Linked DNA regions of Mus musculus: all the other regions are linked to region 1. Evidence: chromatin contacts called from public Hi-C data. All regions are on one chromosome and are shown on one strand. Each heading gives the region's core, a stretch centred on a gene start, on an enhancer-like site or on the middle of the called end of the contact. The rest is flanking DNA. Distances are from core to core; before and after follow the strand shown. Region 1 has its middle 95 kb from the start of Armc1. Region 2 overlaps Cyp7b1 (cytochrome P450, family 7, subfamily b, polypeptide 1). Region 3 overlaps Cyp7b1 (cytochrome P450, family 7, subfamily b, polypeptide 1).

The links. Hi-C and Micro-C count contacts between places; a contact is called where the count stands out from the background.
Region 2: a contact with region 1 is called in a Hi-C map of liver, with 2.8 times the contacts expected there. The contact joins two enhancer-like sites. A contact is called at or near these places in 8 of 39 promoter capture datasets (the C10 cell line, cranial neural crest, frontonasal cranial neural crest and 5 more) and 2 of 484 Hi-C or Micro-C datasets (both in liver).
Region 3: a Hi-C map of liver shows a contact between it and region 1, with 3 times the contacts expected there. The contact joins two enhancer-like sites. A contact is called at or near these places in 8 of 39 promoter capture datasets (the C10 cell line, cranial neural crest, frontonasal cranial neural crest and 5 more), 1 of 15 datasets of contacts at CTCF or cohesin (stem cell-derived epiblast-like cells), 30 of 484 Hi-C or Micro-C datasets (the HL-1 cell line, Sertoli cells, adipose-derived mesenchymal stem cells and 17 more) and 1 of 115 datasets of contacts at active chromatin or transcription factors (astrocytes).

What each region holds. Positions count from the first base shown.
Region 1 is chr3:19,066,246-19,069,389 of GRCm38.p6, reverse strand. No RefSeq gene overlaps it. Among named protein-coding and RNA genes, the nearest start is that of Armc1, 95 kb to the left of the region's middle. Within about 2 kb of position 1,814, at least 6 of the 459 cell types and tissues checked have an H3K27ac peak or open chromatin away from gene starts, as enhancers often do. A contact at or near this core is called in liver, where this site is marked.
Region 2 is chr3:18,190,256-18,193,319 of GRCm38.p6, reverse strand. The region is part of intron 1 of Cyp7b1 (cytochrome P450, family 7, subfamily b, polypeptide 1); the gene reads left to right. Among named protein-coding and RNA genes, the nearest start is that of Gm23686, 14 kb to the right of the region's middle. Within about 2 kb of position 1,324, at least 4 of the 459 cell types and tissues checked have an H3K27ac peak or open chromatin away from gene starts, as enhancers often do. A contact at or near this core is called in liver, where this site is marked.
Region 3 is chr3:18,164,730-18,167,515 of GRCm38.p6, reverse strand. The region is part of intron 1 of Cyp7b1 (cytochrome P450, family 7, subfamily b, polypeptide 1); the gene reads left to right. Among named protein-coding and RNA genes, the nearest start is that of Gm23686, 12 kb to the left of the region's middle. Within about 2 kb of position 1,370, at least 2 of the 459 cell types and tissues checked have an H3K27ac peak or open chromatin away from gene starts, as enhancers often do. A contact at or near this core is called in liver, where this site is marked.

The sequences.
Region 1 (3,144 bases), core at 565-3,064:
TACCTTCTTCTCTCCTTCTGTATTTCTGTGTCTCCCCTACTTTAGAAGCCCTTGCCCTTCTCATTTTCCCTGTCAAGTCACTGTTTCCATGTTTATGGGGTATAGTATGATCATTCAAACCATGAATACAATCTATAATATTTAAGTCAAAACTATGACTAAGTTAAGTTTATTGGTATTTTCATCTCAAATACTATTAAATTTTGTATTAGGTTTATTTGAACTCTTTTAGTTGGTGTGTGTGTCTGTGTGCATGTGTGTAGAAACCTTAGTGGGTACACCACAATGTGTCAATATCAAATTAAGGAATGAAAACAGAAACTTCTTCCTAAGTTTAAGTTGACCAAGAGTGAACCCAAATTTGAATTCTTCACTTCTCTTCCCCGATCTTCTGTCTGCCTATAGTTCATGGTTACTGGCCATGTATTTGTAATGTGTATCTAATGTTTATTGTACTTGTCTGATCTATTGATTGTGGCATTGTTTCTGTCTCCTTGTGCTTGTCTGACATGTATCTGTCCTTAACAAAAACTTTTGTTTTGTACTTATTGAGTAGCACAAAAAACATGGCATGAGAAAGGAATGAAGGATACTTTTTGCAAAACTCTTTTAACAAAGTTTCATGAGGAAACAAGTTACTTCACTGACCTCAACTGACCCAGAATAGCACTCAAAACGACAAATGTGTTATCAACCTATATCCACATGTTACTTCCAATATTTATGCTATATTTGTTTTGTTTAAGGTTGTTTTCAACCTAGTGGCTTGTGACGACAGGAGGAGGAAGACTTCCACAATTTGCTCTTGCACAGGCACACACAAGGCATAGTAAGATTGATTATGTTGTTTTCCCAACGGTAGGTTAAAATTAAGCAGGCTTTGCACACTAGGGTAGCAGGGCGAGTACACGATCTTAAATGGTCTTAAATGAACTCAAGGTATATTATTAACTTGGCTGCAAAGTGGCAAAAGTTCATTCTTTTCGAAGGTGAGACATTTTCAGAAAAATTTCTCACTATACAATTCCTGTTTTCTGAGTGCTGGGGTTACAGAGGTCTTCTATGAAAACCAGCAACTCCTTTAGTTCTTCATAAAATAAATAATAAACTATAGTTACTGTTTGAAGAGTGTGAGAGTACACTTGGATTTTGGTGCCCATTTGTTGGATGATTTACTGAAATGGAACGTAGTAAGCTAGGCCCAGCAAGTAGGTACCATATAAATGGCCCTTTTACAGGTCTGTTTATCCTCTGTTGGGGGTGGGGCAGGGGCAGGGAGGTAAATGACACCCAGGGAAGCAATGATGGAAAAGTATCCTCTGTGACCCTGGGAAAGCCAGAGACTAGTACTGATCCACATTTCACAGAAGTGTCCTGCTGGCTTTCCTGTTTGAAGAGGCCAGCTTACTCCTTTACATAACAGCATGGACTATTATGAGGACCTGGGAGCCAAGACTTTCCCAACATGACATTAAGAGCTTCTGAGAGTCTAGGGCAAGGAGGGACCAGAGCCAATGCAGACAGGGTACATCCCTTTGCTTCCATGTTCCACGTCATTAGCCTGTTTTGTGATAGGCTAGGCTTCATCTCAGGTTTTCTTTCATTTTTACCCGCCCCCCATTTGTTCTTTACAAGCTTTGGAATGTGTGAGTAGCATCAGAATTTATCAGTTTTCCTTGCTCTTTGCTTCTGTGAACCACTTGTCAAGACAGCGTGACCTTTTCCAATCAATTTCTTACGAAGCCTAGAGACTAACTAGCCTTCAAACCTGCTTCAAGAGGTCAAAGAGTAGGTTTTACTTGATGACAAGCTGGAAACATCAGCTGCTGTTAATAATTTTCACTGTGTTTACCTAAGTGCATGTGTACTTTGATCTGTGTTACAATTGAGGCATCAGTCTCTCTTCTAAAATTCTCACTGCTTTAACAGCATAGGTTCATGGACACAGGAATTTATCTATCATGTACAAACTAGGTTATAAATTAGTCCATTTTTGAGCAGGACCCAGGCACCCAGGAACTCTACCCAACCAGTGGCACCCTTTCCTTCCGGTCTGGGCCAGTGCCCTGAACAGACCTTGGGCACAAACTCTGCAGCCAGTCTCACAACACCCAGAAGAAGCTCAAATCCCAGCTGTTCTAATAAACCCAGGAGCCAAGGATCCTAGAATCCCAGGAGCTTGGTCACACCAGGATCTCAGGGTCTCAGAGGCAGTTTGAATCCCAGGAGCTTTGACACACCCAGGATCTCAGGATCACAGAATCATGGGACCACAGAGACAGCTGAACTCTTAGGAATTCTGACACAACCAGGATCAGAGGAAGGACAGGCTCCAGTCAGATATATCGAGGGCAGGTAACACTAGAGATAATCAGATGGAGGGAGGCAAGCATAATAACATAAGCAGCAGAAACCAAGGCTATTTGGCATCACCAGAACCCAATTCTCCCACCATAGCAAGTCCTAGATACATCATCACACTGGAAAAGCAACGTTCAGATCTAAAATCACTTCTTATGATAGTGATAGAGGACTTTAAGAAGGCCATAAATAATTCCCTTAAAGAAATACAGGAGAACACAAGTAAACAGCTTGAAGCCCTTAAAGAGGAAACACAAAAATCCCTTAAAGGATAATAGGAAAACACAACCAAAAAGGTAAAGAAACTGAACAAAACCATCCAGGATCTAAAATTGGAAATAGAAACAATAAAGAAATCACAAAGGGAGAAAACCCTGGAGATAGAAAAACTAGGAAAGAGATCAGGAGTCATAGACGCAAGCATCACCAACAGAATATAAGAAATAGAAGAGAGAATCTCAGGTGCAGAAGATACCATAGAAAACATTGATACAACAGTCAAAGAAAATACAAAATGCAAAAAAGCTCCTAACCCAAAACAATCAGGAAATCCAGGACACAATGAGGAGACCAAACCTAAGGATAATAGGTATAGAAGAGAGTGAAGATTCCCAACTTAAAGGGCCAGTAAATATCTTCAACACAATTATAGAAGAAAACTTCCCTAACCTAAAGAAAGAGATGCCCATGAACATACAAGAAGCCTACAGAACTCCAAATAGATAGGAAAAAAGAAATTCCTCCCGACACATAATAATCAAAACACCAAGAAATATTATTAAA
Region 2 (3,064 bases), core at 75-2,574, 880 kb after region 1:
GGATGACAATTGTTCTATTTTATTGTTAGCAATTGTTCATCTCCTGCTGTTCCTATTTTATAAATTAAGCTTTATCTTTGCGGTATATCCTGTTTGACATGCATATATGTTTGGTATTCTCTGAAGTCCCAGGTGTCCACTGGGGGAAAAGTTCACAGTTTCTAAGGTGAGTTCTAGCGCATGCTAAATGAAATGAAGGGCCTTCTGCTTCTATTGCACAGTAAGCTTATTCAGACATATTCAGACTCCATTTTCTTAGATACACACAACTTCATGGGGGCTAGACTGTAGATCATTTAAAATCATCCCTGTAGTAAGCTTCTCAGTACAAACAGGAAAATATTTTGGGAAAAGGATTATCAAATTATTTTATTTATCAGGGAATTGAGAGCAAAGGGTCCTTAGCCTACATGTTTTGTTCTTGTTCCATAAAAGGGGCCCATTTTCCATTAGTTTCACCTCAAGAAGATAACACCTTAATTAAACTCCAGTGGGTCAATTTAATTAAAATGTGTCACTCAGATTCTCACAGGGGAACCCAGTATCCAGGAAGCATGCCTTCTGCTTCTTCTCTGACTGCTGCCGTATCTCAGACACTGTTCATACCAGGGCTGGGGATAGTAATGGCTACAGGCTTTGCACATGCCCTGTGCCTGCTAAAGAAAGTGTAGGCCTTCTCAAGACTAACAGTGAGGGTGATATTCAATAGAACATTAGAACACAGATTTTTGAATCAGCACTCAGTTTCTTTTCTAACACTACATTCACCAAGGGATCCCTGTCATTTCTGTTAAGCCTCATAAGCAGGAAGATGTTGAAGAAATATTTCATACCTTTCCCTTTTTACCTCCTTTCCTTGTCCATATCTCTTTTCCTTTGTCTCACCTGGTATATATATGAAATCCTTTTAGTAGTTACTTCCTGGAGGCTACAAGCAAAGACAGGAGAGCCTAGAGATTTATTAAAGATCTCCAGGTTCTGAGGATTCATTCTCATGACTGTCCTCTGACTCTCTAAATACATGGTTTTATTTTATGTCCATAGGCTAAAAGAAATTCAGATATATCCTGGAGATTATAAAAGAAACACAAGAGGAGTTTAATATTGACCTACAAAGCTAGGCAAGCCTCTAAGCAGCCCACTTCTCAGTATCTTCTCCTTTTCATTATGACACTGGCTTTATGGCTTTAGTCTCTATGTAAATATGAAATATTTGTTGACAAATTCAGAAATGACAGATAATATGATGCTCTCTAATCTGATGCCTTTGGGTGGGAAAATGTCTCTTTTGATTATCAACCCATGATCCTCTCCTACCCCATGACTGCCTGCCATTATCCCTCCAATGCTTGTTGTTTGGCTTTTTCTCCATGAGTACAGGACAACCAACCATTTACCTAGTGGTCTGCACTCTTGCACATATAGGTGTTCTGATAGTTTTCATTCTTGAAAACTGTCTTCCCTAGCATATTATGTCAAAAATTTGCATAGTCAACTAGTGAAAACTTGACAGTCAACTCGTGTTATGTAAGCTTCTTCACTTTTAACAGTCCACATTTTTTTTTCTAGTTTCTTTTCCAGGTTTTATTTCTTTTGTTTCATTATGGCCTTTTCTTTAAAAGATCCATGAAACAATTCTGATCTGTCTTTTGTTCCATATGATTTTATATTGCTGTTTTTGTTTATGTAAGATTGGTAAAATTTGAGGTCAAAGAGTATGCCTATTTTGTTTTAATAAATATTTGAGGATTGCCTAAGGAATCTGTGTAATTGTACTTTGATCAAAAGCTGCTCTTAGTTATTTTCTGGAATATTTGTTTTGGCTCATGGGTTCTGAGAGTTCAATACCTCTTGGCTAGATCTTGTACTGAAAAGGCTCATGGTAGAGAAAAACAGATTGCTACAGCAGCCAAGAGGGAGAGGGAAAGAGGGAGGGAGTGAAGGAGTAGACAGGGATGGAGGAAGGGAAGGAGTAGACAGGGATAGAGGGAGGGAAGGAGTAGACAGGGATGGAGGGAGGGAAGGAGTAGACAGGGATGGAGGGAGGGAAGGAGTAGACAGGGATGGAGGGAGGGAAGGAGTAGACAGGGATGGAGGGAGGAAAGGAGTAGACAGGGATGCCGGGAGGAAGGGAGAAGGGAGGGAGGGAAGGAGACACAAATTCATAACACATAAGAATGTGTGATCCTAAAATCCTTGAAGGAACATCCCTACCTTACCTTAAACCCATCCAGGAGAACTCACCTCCTAAACACCCCACCAGCTTCCAAGAGCTCTACAAGCTGGGGATTACTGAGTACACAATATTTGGAAGACAGTAAAGATCCCAACCAGCTACATTTAGTGGTGCTCTTATAATCCTAGCACTCAGAAGATTGGGGCACGAGTATCTCAACTTCTAAGATCAGCATAAGTCATGAAGTAAAACAACAAACAAACAACTACAAAAAGAAAAACCAACCAGCCACTAGTCACCAGGCAAACCAAAGTAGTAACCATAAAACAAAGAAAGATAGACAGACTGGTCTCCAATCAACATCTAAGTTTTACAAATTCTTTCTTTTGGCCAAATGTTTTTATATACATTTAACACCTTGATTAAGTACAAACTAAATTTACAGAATTGGGTAGTAAACAAATGATCAGAGATAGTATTAGAAGGTTTATTTGGGTATATGCCCACTAAACTTCTGTGTTGTTTGGAATTCAGTAGAGATTTAAAACATTTATCCACAATACATTTAAGGAGTCGCTAGTTTTCCTAGCCTGGGCATTTTTTTTTTTTAAATAGAAACTCTGACTTGTGTAATTGTTCTAAATAAATTTGATTTCCACTGGCAATCCTGATTCTACGCAGATCACGGCTCTTCCCTACAGAGTAGAAAGAACCATAAATTCTCCAGAGACTCTATACATCATTGTCTTGATGGTCTGTGTTCCTGGAGTATGGTGCAAAGATGTTTGGTTTGGGGCTGTGTTCCTGGAGTATGGTGCAAAGGTGTTTGGTTTGGGGCTATGTTCAAAACTTGTTTCCAAATGGTTTTCACAACATTCATATTTTTAA
Region 3 (2,786 bases), core at 121-2,620, 900 kb after region 1:
TCTCTCTCTCCCTCCCTCCCCCCTCTCTCTGTCTCTCTGTCTCTCTGTCTCTCTGTCTCTCTGTCTCTCTGTCTCTCTGTCTCTCTGTCTCTCTCTCTCTCTCTCTCTCTCTCTCTCACACACACACACACACACACACACACACACACACACAGAGTCCAATCAGTTAACTAGAGGTTTTATGGCATACATACATAAAGTAGATGTTAGTATAAAATGAATATATAATTTGGTTGGGGATTTTATTAAGATGTAATTACTGTAGTTTGGAACACTTGGAGATCAGGGATGTAATGGATCCTCACAGCTATAAGAGGTTAAGATACTGTGTTTCCTTGAGTGAAAGGGCTGAATAAGATACTTTGGTGATACAATGCTGGGACCCTCCTGTTCTTACTACTTGGAATCCTAAGAAGTTTTACCCACTAGATTAACATGTAAAAAAATAGATAAATAAAATAAAAAGACCAAACAAGAACAACAACAACAATAAAAAACAGTTCAGGCCTTCTTAGGATCAATGAAATAAAGTTATGTCTCTCCCTGAAATTTGTCTGTATTCTGGGAAGTACTGTATTGTTAATATTCTTAAGCACTTCTGAAAAGCCCATGTAATATTACACATTAGGAAAGACTTAAATTACTCAGACAAATAGTATCATGTGGATCAAATGGAAGCCACTGAGATCAATCTCTGTACTTTGTAGGCATTAATGATGTATCAGTTTCAATTAATATGCTGAAATGATAGCTTTGGTTAAGTGACTTACAACTTAGCTAAAATCTTTACCAGATCACTCTGGCAAGACAATCAAGATGGCTACAACACAGTCAAGTAGATAAGCTGTTTAGTGTCATGATGTGACGAACTTGAATAAGTTTTATTTCTTAATGTTAAAGATGACCTGAGGATTTCTCCTTCTTTCAAATAGAAGTGTGTCTTTGGGATATAATAAATCACATTTCTATGCAACTTATTATTGGTTATTTCTTAGTTTTTCTCCTGATCAGAAATATAGAAAGAGAAGAAACGGAAACTTGAGCTGTGTTTGATTTGATGAATCTCTAGATCAAATATTGCTCACAATTTTAGCTCAAGAAAACCACTATGAGAAATCAGCAAACAAAAGCACAGAAATTAAAAATGTTACTCAGTATTCTTGCTCATTATCATTCACTTCTTAAGTTTTTGAAAGGTGATGTTGTTCAATCAATAAAATCTTTTTTCCCTCTGAGGAAATAGATTTTGCAATAGTTATTCATGATTACGTAAAGTCTCCAAAGTACATTCTTTTGCTATAAAGAGAAAAACTAGATCAGTTAAAATGATGCCTTGCTGATTATAGTTGTTTACTCTCTTTTTGGACTCAGCTGGTCATCTAGTAGCTGCTTCTGTATCTAGTTTGGGATACTGTTTCCAGGTTTTCAGCCTCTATCTAGCAGAGAGGTGCCAGTCTTGGCTACCTGTGTATCGTTGATTCCTTTCACCTGGTGTTAAAACCAGGATTTCACAGGAGAATGAAACAACAAAGCATAAGCTGGACAGCTTTGTGACACAGCAGAGTGTGTGACTATATAGCTCCCTGTGCTTCTCTTGTGCCGTTACAGTACTCAAGTAAATGAAGATAATTGATCTTAGAAACTGGATTGTTTTCCTTTTGTCAATGGACGCTATTTTGTTCAAAATGCATTCTAACCTTCTGCTTCAGAACAGAATGGGAGTTTAAAAGATGGATGTTTTTGTTGTTGGAAAAATGGGAGGTAAAACTGCTGACCCTTCCCTAGGCTTCCTCCACCCCATCTCTAGACATGGTGACATTGGCACGGACAGGGATTGTCACACAGAAATTTATAGCTTATTCCTGTCTCTTCATAAATTGACTAAAATTTTTGAAAGAAAAAATATATAGGTGTATAAAATAGCTAGTTACAGGTCGTGTTCTATTTAGCCTTGATTGAAACGTATTGCTCCTTAGTATCTTTTAGCAATGAAAATTATAATATGGAAGAGAGATTAGAATGAAATTATCATGGCTAGGAGGCATTTACTCAGTGGTGGCAGCCACATAAACCTGGGTCCTGAGAATGATGATAATGCATTAGGTTCTGCATGCCTGATATTATTGCCACACATTATGTATGTTTCATTTATACTCTTTCGCACACACCAGCAACGCTGACAGATAGGTAATTACTCTCTGCGCCAATGAGCAGTTATCAGCACCACTGCTGTTTATTGCAGAAATGAAGTGCGCGTGTCAGTCAAGGTCACTTGTGTGTATGTCCTCCTTAATAGTTCCTTCACAGTTGTTGAACTTTGCACACAGCTCTTACTGCGAGGTTCCTAGAGGGTACATTGCTGTATTTCTGCTGTAACCAGACTCACTGGTATTTATCACCTTAATTGATAAACAACTAACTCATAGAAAGTAGAACTAAAGATGTGAGAAAACATATTTGGCTAATCAGCTGATCCCAGAAGGCATTTCACAAGGAATGACCTAAAGGAGATGCCGTCAGCACCAGCCCTGTTAGGGGATCACCTGCCAGCAGCTTAAGTAAAAATTTCTAATGAGATTTTATTTTTATAATATTAACTTTAATTTCCACAACTGATGGGTACAGACACAATTTCATAACTATGGCCGACTGAGCATTTAATCCTTAGAGGTGCTGATGTCTGTTCATTTCTTGTGCTGTACACAGCTTATTTTCATTCCTTGTACTTTTGCAATAGACAAAATCCATTTGGCTTGACTTCCAGACAGTCACGTTTATGTTTTAGA